2 separate regions of the Danio rerio genome follow, and region 2 is linked to region 1. Evidence: chromatin contacts called from public Hi-C data. All regions are on one chromosome and are shown on one strand. The core of a region is the stretch at or near the end of the contact, and the rest is flanking DNA. Distances in the headings are between cores, read along the strand shown. Region 1 overlaps wt1b (WT1 transcription factor b). Region 2 holds the start of prrg4 (proline rich Gla (G-carboxyglutamic acid) 4 (transmembrane)).

Region 1 (4,668 bases), core at 91-2,590:
TTCAATGCATGCGTGCGTTTGGTATTAATAAACATCCATCAGAGCTCTGGAAGGCTGATAGTGTCCAGAGAATAATGTGCATATATGTATGTTTACAGTGGTAAAGCTTTCCCATCAAGGCTTTTAAAAGCTGCACTGATATTTGCCAGGCCTCAAGATAAGATGCAGAACTTCAAACAAACAGAGCCTCAGAAGTGCAGCAGAGTTGGCCAGTGGAGTTTGTTGATTGCCAATTATACTCCGGTTTTTAAATGTTTTTTTTTTGTTCTGTCCAGGATGTGCGGCGAGTACCAGGCATCCCTTCCTCCGGTAAATCATCATCAGACAGCAGTGAGAAACGGCCGTTCGTCTGCTCTTATCCAGGCTGCAGTAAGAGATACTTCAAACTGTCCCATCTGCAGATGCACGGCAGGAAACACACAGGTGATTTTCATCACACACAACAAATATAGGACTTAACACCCAGCTTCAGATTAATAATTAGTATATTCAAATTTTTTAATTTTTTTTAAAGATGAAATGAAAATCTAAAGTATTATTTACTCAACCTGGTGTTGTTTTAATATCATATGGGTAATGTGAAGGGGACGGTTCACGGTCAACACAGGGGAAAACAGGTGTGTACAAGAAATCCCGAGTCGTGGTCATTACACAGGCAAGTGGTCAGTACAGGCAGGCAGCAGACAACGTAAACAAACAAACAAACTAGGCAAGGGTCAAAACAGGTGCGTGTGAGCAGTGCATGACTGGAACTTGTGGTCAATATACTGGCGGATTTGTAGTCCTTTAGCAATCTGCCTGTTAACCAGAGAACTGCCAGGATTAGATCACAGGTGATTGAGACAATATGCCCTTCTTTTCCACAAATATAGAAACAAAAAGGTTAAAAGATGATCAAAGCATGGTCTGCACTGTGTATATAAATACATATATATGTGTGTGTGTATGTATGTAGGCCTATATATATATATATATATATATATATATATATACATACACCAAATGTAGCCTTGGTTGATTTTAGATTACGGTGCTTTTTTGGGCCCTCTAAGTTGCACAAGAACGAACAGAAATAATAAGCATCTGGAGTGAGTTATGTGACCTCGCAGCTCTGTTTTACTGATAAACACTTGATTTATGACGCTTGGAGAAAACAACAAGTAGAACCCGGGCATTCAGACAGTGCCCTCGTGTGGACGCTTTGTGTTTACGCCAGAGACTTCTATTTTGTTTGGCGTCTTTTAAGTTTAGTCCTTAACAAATATAATGCGATATGTAAACTAATGTGATTGAGGATTATGTTTTTTTTTGTGTGTGTGTGGTGTTCAGGGGAAAAGCCGTATCAGTGCGATTACACGGGCTGCGGCCGCCGCTTCTCCAGGTCTGACCAGCTGAAGAGACACCAGCGCAGACACACAGGTCAGAAAACACCCCTACACACACACATTCTGTATTCATTATACAATAACTTGCCTAATTACCCTAACCTGCCTAGTTTACCTAATTAACCTAGTTAAGCCTTTAAATGTCACTTTAAGATGTATAGAAGTGTCTTGAAAAATATCTAGTGAAATATTATTTACTGTCATCATGGCAAAGATCAAATAAATCAGTTATTAGAAATTAATTATTAAAACTAATATGTTTAGAAATGTGTTGGAAAAATCTGCTCTCTATTAAACAGAAATTGGGGAAAAGATAAACAAGCAGTCTAATAATTCAGGGGGGCTAATAATTCTGACTTCAACTGTATATTTATTTTTACATATAAAAATTATTATATTTACAAATATATAATTTTTTTACATAACATCTACATATGTGTGTATTATATATATATATAATGTATAATATATGTTATATATATATATATATATATATATATATATATATATATATATATATATATATATATATATATATATATATATATATATTTTTTTTTTTTTACATACAACCAACCACCAATATTTAAGTATTTTTAATAATCCAAAGGATAATTTTCCTGTACAGTATCATTTGTAGAATCTTGTCATATTTAAATAAAACACTAATGAATGTTGTACTTGGCGGTTCATTCCACTGTGGCAACCCCTGATAAATTAGGGACCAAGTTGAATGAATATTGTACTTCATGAATGGCAAATCTAGAGAAAATAGGAAAACTTGGAAGTGCTCACTTAAGATTCCCCTCCCACCAATCAAATGCTGTTCACTACAATTCCACCTCGCACTAATTAATCCCTTTGACATTTATGAAATACCATGAGCCGACAGCTGTGTGTGTGTGTGTGTGTGTGTGATATCCTGCAGGCGTCAAACCCTTTCAGTGTGAGACGTGTCAGAGAAAGTTTTCACGCTCGGACCACCTGAAGACACACACGCGGACTCATACAGGTAAAACAAGTGCGTAAGACTCCTCTTTCAAACCTCTCATTAACCATTTCATCCATTAGTTGCGGATGAACAGACTTGATTAAAATGTGTGTGTGTGTGTTGTCTCAGGTGAGAAGCCGTTTACGTGCCGCTGGCCGAGCTGTCAGAAGAAGTTTGCTCGCTCAGATGAGCTGGTCAGACATCACAGCATGCATCAGAGAAACATGAGCAAACTGCAGCCCACCGTCTGACACACACACACACACAGAAACACACACACTGACCCGTACACCAGGGGTGACCTGATGACATCACAACTCATTCATTTTCCTTCGGCATAGTCCCTTTATTCATCAAGGGTCGCCACAGTAGAATGAACCGCCAACTTATTCAGCATATGTTTTACACAGTGATTGTTGGGAAACATCCACTCACAACTGCTCATTCATACACACACACACACACACACACACACTACAGCCAATTTAGTTTATTCAATTTCCCTATACTGCATGTGTTTGGACTGTGGGGGAAACCGGAGCACCCAGAGGAAACCCATGCCAACACAGGGAGAACATGCAAACTCCACACAGAAATGCCAAATGACCAAGCCGAGGCTCGGACCAGAGTCCTTCTTGCTGTGAGGCAATCGTGCAAACCACTGAGCCACCGTGTCGCAGACATCACAACTGTACTAGCAAAATGAATCCATTCAGACTTGACACAACATGGAAACACTGCCGTTTACACAGTGTGTGTGTGTGTGTGTGTGTGTGTGTTTGGATAATATTGGATCATCTCTTTTTGTAAATAAGAACTGTTTTTACTTTTTTTCTACTTGATCTTTTTACACGCATGACCTGCTGAATGCACTGGGTATACGGTATGTTTGACAAGATGTGCTGGGTCATTTAAAGTCATCTTAATTTTGGAAAAAAAACAACAACAACACTGCACTGTAATGCCTTTGTGCATATTTAACGAGTGACAGCAGAATTTCTGAAAATGTCTTTTTATAATAAATGATATGATGCAATGATTTAAAGAACTATAAAAAATCTTCACATGTATTATTATATTCATTCATTCATTCATTCTCTACCACTTTTCCTGAGCCGGGTCGCAGGAGCAACAGTCTTAGGAGAGAAGCCCAAACTCCCCTCTCCCCAGACACTTCCTCCAGCGGGATCCTGAGCATTTCCAGGCCAGCCGAAAGACATGGTCCCTCCAGAGTGTCCTGTGTTTTACCCGAGGCCTCCTACCCGTCAGACATGACTGGAACACCTCCCTAGGTAGGTGTCCAAGAGACATCTGAAACCCGAGCCACCTCAGCTGACTTCTTTCAATGTAGAGGAGCAGCGGCTCTACTCTGAGCTCCTCCTGGGTGTCAGAGCTCCTCACCCTATCTATAGGGGTGCGCCCTAGCACCCAGCAAAGGAAACTCATTTCAGCTACTTGTATTCAAGATCTTGTCCTTTCAGTCATGACCCAAAGCTCATGACCATCGGTGAGAGCAGGAACGTAGATTGACTGGTAAATCGAGAGCTTTGCCTTTCGGCTCAGCTCCTTTTTTTAACACAAAAGACCGATACATCGACCGCATTACTGCTGCACCGATTCGCCTGTCAATCTCACGCTCCATCCTTCCCTCACTCGTGAACAAAACCCCAAGATACTTGAACTCCTCCACCTGGGGTAAGGACTTTCCTCCAACCTGGAGATGGTAAACCACCTTTTTCTGGTGGAGCACAATCGCCTCGGACTTTTTAATAAATGAACACACATATATAGTTCACATACAGTATATAATTATTCAGTATATTTAAATTAATGTTTAAATTAATGAAAGCACCCTGAATATATTTGTGTTTGGACAACATGAAGCCAGCATTTTTTACAGCGCACAAATATACAAGAAGCATATCTTTGTTTTGTCCCCCTAAAAGGTTGGTTTAGAGCATTTATTAAAAACAGTGTACAAAAACAAAACTGCATACAATGTGAACACAAGCAAGCAAGAGTCCAGAGACAGAGTGATGTCCAATACATCATCATCTCTACTCCTCGTCCTCTTCCAAAAAAACACTGCTCGGACTGCACTGCACAACAAAACTGATAGAGATTGTCTGAGAATGAAGACTGAACACATGCACGGGTCAGGAAGACGCTCGGGCTTTCAACAGCCTTCAAGTTTCTATTTACAAAAACACTCAAATGCTACTGAGAGACGTTTGCATGGTCATCTTATTGCCACTATTAAACACTGACTCATTCCAAGCTTATCGGGTGTGA
Region 2 (4,722 bases), core at 788-3,287, 72 kb before region 1:
TATACAATAACTTGCCTAATAACCCTAACCTGCCTAGTTAAAATAGTTCAGCCTTTAAGAGTCACTTTAAGCTGTATAGAAGTGTCTTGAAAAATATCTAGTCAAATATTATTTACTGTCATCACGGCAAAGATAAAATCAATCAGTTATTAGAAACGAGTTATTAAAACTATTATGTTTAGAAATGTGTTCAAAAAATATTTTCTCTTTGTTAAACAGAAATTAGGGAAACGATAAACAGAGTGGCTAATAATTCAGAGGGGCTAATAATTCTGACTTCAACTGTATATATTAGGGCTGCACGGTATTGGAAAATCTGATATTTGAATGTTTTATTTTTCTGCAATAATATTGTGGTATGAATACAGTTTCGAAAGATTCTCTGGGGAGCCTAACAGTATTCAGGGACAGAAGTTGAATAATCACAATGCAAAAAAATGCTTTTCTTACTTTGTTTCGTCCTGTTTCTTGATCAAATATCGAAAAAATTATTTTAGGTCAAGTAAAAATACTGTTTAGTTTTCACCATCAGAAGAAATAAGTTAAAATTACGAGTTTTTTTGTGCTTGTTTTAAGGAAATTATCTGGTAAGTAAAATAATCTTGTTTTCGCTTTTAAATGTAGATATTTGGATTAGAAACAAGACAAAAATTAAGAAAGAAAGAAATTTTTTTTTTTGCATGAATCATGTAAATTCCATATAGCCACCATATAACGATTTTGATTAAATACAATTCCGTACCTCCTGGTCGACTGTAATATTGTGCAGCCCTAATGTGCATGTGTGAATATGTAAATATATATATATATATATATATATATATATATATATATATATATATATATATATATAAACTCCTAACTATATTTCTAAATTAAAAACAAAGTTTTTTTTATATACAAAAAAAGTTGCATCTCCATCCGTTGCAGGAAGATTACGTTAAAAAGTGAAATATATGTTTACATTTATTTTTATTTTTAGACAACAAAATAACAAGGTTGTAACTTCAGAGTTAAAAAAGCAATATTTTGGTGAAATGAACTTAAATAATCCTGACAAAAAAAGACTAATGACTAATGAACAATTGTCATTTATTTTCATTATTACATAACTTTCCCATAGCTGCATGTGCTCACATACACACGCACGCACACACGCATACACACACGCAAACACACACACAAAGGCATTTCTGTTGTTTATGTTCAGATCACAATGTTTCTAGGTTTTCCTAATTATGATTTATCGTGTGTGTTATAAACAGGCATACATATACATACACATATATATACATATACATACATACATATATATATATATATATATATATATATATATATATATATATATATATATATATATATATATATATATATAAACACACGACAAATCGTAATTTATAAAACCTGAACAACAGGATTTCAAATGGCATTTCAATAACAGTATGTTAACAGTAAATAGTAGTTTCATCATTGGGTTTAAAAAAACATTGAAGTGTTTAAAGGTTGTTTTAAAACACTGTTTACCTTCACTCTCTTGTTCTGCTCCTATCTGAAGGGTTTTCCTCGTACACGCACAGTGTCCACATAACGTGAAATGACACAGCAGCAGGAGGACAAATATAAGCATTTCTAGTCAACTGTAAGAGAAAAACACAAAATTCTGGATGTTTAACGACGTCTGGATTCCACACACACCCATATTGTGTTATGTGGGAACCTGAATAGAAGCAATTCAGAAGAAAGACACTAATATCAAACTAATAACGTAGCCACGACTGCTTTAGTTTCGGTTGTGCTCGTTTTCGATTCAGAAAAGCAACTTGATTTATCAGCCTTCGTGGTTAAAATCGACAGAATTAGACGCATAGGACTTACCTTTCAATAGTAACTTATATGTGCAGAGTTTATAAACTTTTATTAATTTCCAGACAGCACCTGAAGACGTTCATGGTTTGGGCAAAACGCCATTTTCTGTGGTCCAGGAAATGAAACGGCTGTTCAACTTCACAACACACACACACAAACCGTAGAGCTGGGAAACACCTGGTCAGACCTGACTAATCGAACTTCCTAACTAGAAAAGCGGAGAAAGAAAATGAACCCTGAAACATACTATTGCGAAGGCTTTGCTTATGAATATTTGTTAAGTTTCATGACGTTCAACCAAGTAACGCCTACCTGGCAGACGTTGTGAGTGCTGGTCAGTTTTTTTTTTTTTTGTATTTTAACAATACAAACATATTAATCATAACAATGGATGACAACAAGTACAAAGGTAAATAAAAAAAGAAAAAAGAAAAAACTACCGAGTACAGAGGCAGATTATCAAATTAAACGATATTCATAAAGTCTATATAAAATTTCACAGTTTTAACACTTTTTTTTGCTGTAAACATTTTGTAGAGTAGTTATTAAACAGTTTAAGTCACAGAGAAAATTCTGCATCTTAGGTACTGATAAAGAAAATTTACATTTATGAATATAATATTTACCCAATAAAATAAATAAATTACCTATAAATTCTATGTCATGTTTTTCATGATAAAAGTAACAAATTATATCACACATGGAAAAATTAATGTTAAACTTACATTTTGATGAAAAATAAACAGATAAATCAGACCAAAACATATTAACATGTGGGCATTTGGCAAAAAGATGATCAATTGATTCGATGCTTGATTTACAAAAGACACAATTTGAATTAGAATTACCAAATTTAGAAACAATCTCATTTGTGGGGTAAATATTGTGTAAAACTTTTAAATGTAGTTCTTTAACTTTGTTGGGAACACACAATTTGTAAGGTAAGAGCCAAGCTTTTTTCCAATTAATTTTATCTATTAAAGAATTCCAAAGAAATTTTCCCCTCGGAGTAATTCTTTTTTTTTTGGTCAGTTTTTTTTTGTTCATGAATATTCAATAGGTGTGACGTCACTTTACGCTACTCAGGTTTAGATCCTAAAATTCATAATTTTTATTATTTTAAATTTTGTAATTTCCCACGCAGAGCAAGCTGTACAACTGCGCCCAGATACTATGTTTAGCACGAGGTAAATAGGGTTACATTTATTTATTTATTTATTTATTTATTTATTTATTTATTTAAGTGTCTTGGCTACTAATTGGTCAGACATTCATTATATTTGCGGTTTAGTACACGGTTTCGTTCGTAATTTTGATGTGGATTATTATAATTGATAAAAACAAAAAAGAAAAATATATTGAATATATTAAACCTATTTTTATATTTCACATTCATAAACAACAATAAAAGTACTTACTAGTTTACGATTAATTAAAAGAATCACTTTATAGGGCTTTATTAGCCTGCATTTGTAACGATAATGTTTTTGGCTTATTAATTATCATTTGCATAACATTTCTACTATGAATATCATGGTCAAACTATGTTTACAGCAGTAAAACCATAGTTAGTTTGTGGTTACCATAATTTAACTGCAATTATTAATATCCTTTTGAAAAAACGAATTATTGTAAGGGCATTCAAGATGTATTTTGAAGATTATTTACAACATTATACCATTAATCAACAGTCTCTTTAGTTTCTTGCACAGACTAAATGTTTTGCTTTAAAAGATCTCAATGTATTATCAGGAGCCACGTGTATTTATTTAGTTTTATGCAGTGCCAATGACTGTTAAACATTCAGGTTCAGCTAAAAATTCAATGTTTTACTGTGGAAAAACCAAATCAACTTCATCTTGGTTGCCAAATTAGCAGTTACATTTTTTGGTGAAATATATTTAGCGTATTTCCCAGAGATGGGTTGCGGCTGGAAGGGCATTCGCTGCTTAAAAACTTGCTGGATAAGCTGGCGGTTCATTCCGCTGTGTTAATAAAGGGACTAAGCCGACAAGAAAATAGATGAATATTTAGCATAGGCTATGAACCACAGGTTGATTTTACGTAAATGGATCACTAGATGGCACCAAAAACTTGTTGCCAAAAGGATAGGTCCAATCCTTGATGTTGATTGGTCAATAGCTGTTTTATTTATCATCAATTTCTATGGGCAAAGTTGAGAGTTTTACGCTCTAGTCTGCTATTATTGCATCTGCATTACATTTTCATAGCCTTAAACATGACACTATACTAAACAAACTGTGATTGGTTGCTTTACGTGTTAGCTTTTGGGCAATGTTTGTCTGATGAAAGCTGCTCAGATTTGTTGGCTGCACATTTCATGATGTATGTCCAGCTCATCACATAGATTATACATTTGATTGGTGACTATTGAGGATATATGAGTTTAGTGAATTCACTGTCATGTATATAGAGTGACATGGTGCTTTATCCTTCTGAAATAGAGCTTTACAAGATATGTTCATCACTGTGCTCATAAAGAGATGGTCAGCAGCTTGGCATAAAGCAACTTTTCAGTCAACCCAATAAACCCAAACGCTTTTTCCAATTAAATTTAAATACACATTTTAACCCAACTGTTGGGTTTGTCTATATTTGACCCAACATTGAGTGACTATAGATGTACAAAGACTGTTCACTTGCATTACTATAGAGTACAATGCAGTGTAAAGTAAGAGTATAGTAAAGTGTAATCCCTTTCATTTAAAGTCCAAGTGAACTGGAAGTTGCTGAGACTTTCAAGTATGTTGATGTACTTCCAACTGACATGGAATATTGAGTAGGAGGCGGGCATTTCATTTTGTGTAACATTCCCTCACAGCAAACTAGTGG

Evidence for each region. Hi-C and Micro-C count contacts between places; a contact is called where the count stands out from the background.
Region 2: a contact with region 1 is called in a Hi-C map of an unstated tissue, with 5 times the contacts expected there. The contact joins the promoter of prrg4 here to the enhancer-like site in region 1. A contact is called at or near these places in 2 of 18 Hi-C or Micro-C datasets (caudal fin and an unstated tissue).

Annotation. Positions count from the first base shown.
Region 1 is chr18:48,558,758-48,563,425 of GRCz12tu, reverse strand. wt1b (WT1 transcription factor b) reads left to right here. Exons shown (of 9, transcript NM_001039634.3): 6 at 276-423; 7 at 1,330-1,419; 8 at 2,314-2,406; 9 at 2,506-3,446. The coding sequence ends at 2,627. It overlaps kifc3 (kinesin family member C3), which reads right to left. Exons shown (of 21, transcript XM_073929675.1): 21 at 4,302-4,668. Among named protein-coding and RNA genes, the nearest start is that of wt1b, 24 kb to the left of the region's middle. Within about 2 kb of position 1,340, at least 4 of the 62 cell types and tissues checked have an H3K27ac peak or open chromatin away from gene starts, as enhancers often do.
Region 2 is chr18:48,631,595-48,636,316 of GRCz12tu, reverse strand. prrg4 (proline rich Gla (G-carboxyglutamic acid) 4 (transmembrane)) reads right to left here and starts at 2,037. Exons shown (of 7, transcript NM_001017637.2): 1 at 1,879-2,037; 2 at 1,528-1,640. The coding sequence starts at 1,630. It also overlaps a transcript of wt1b not described here.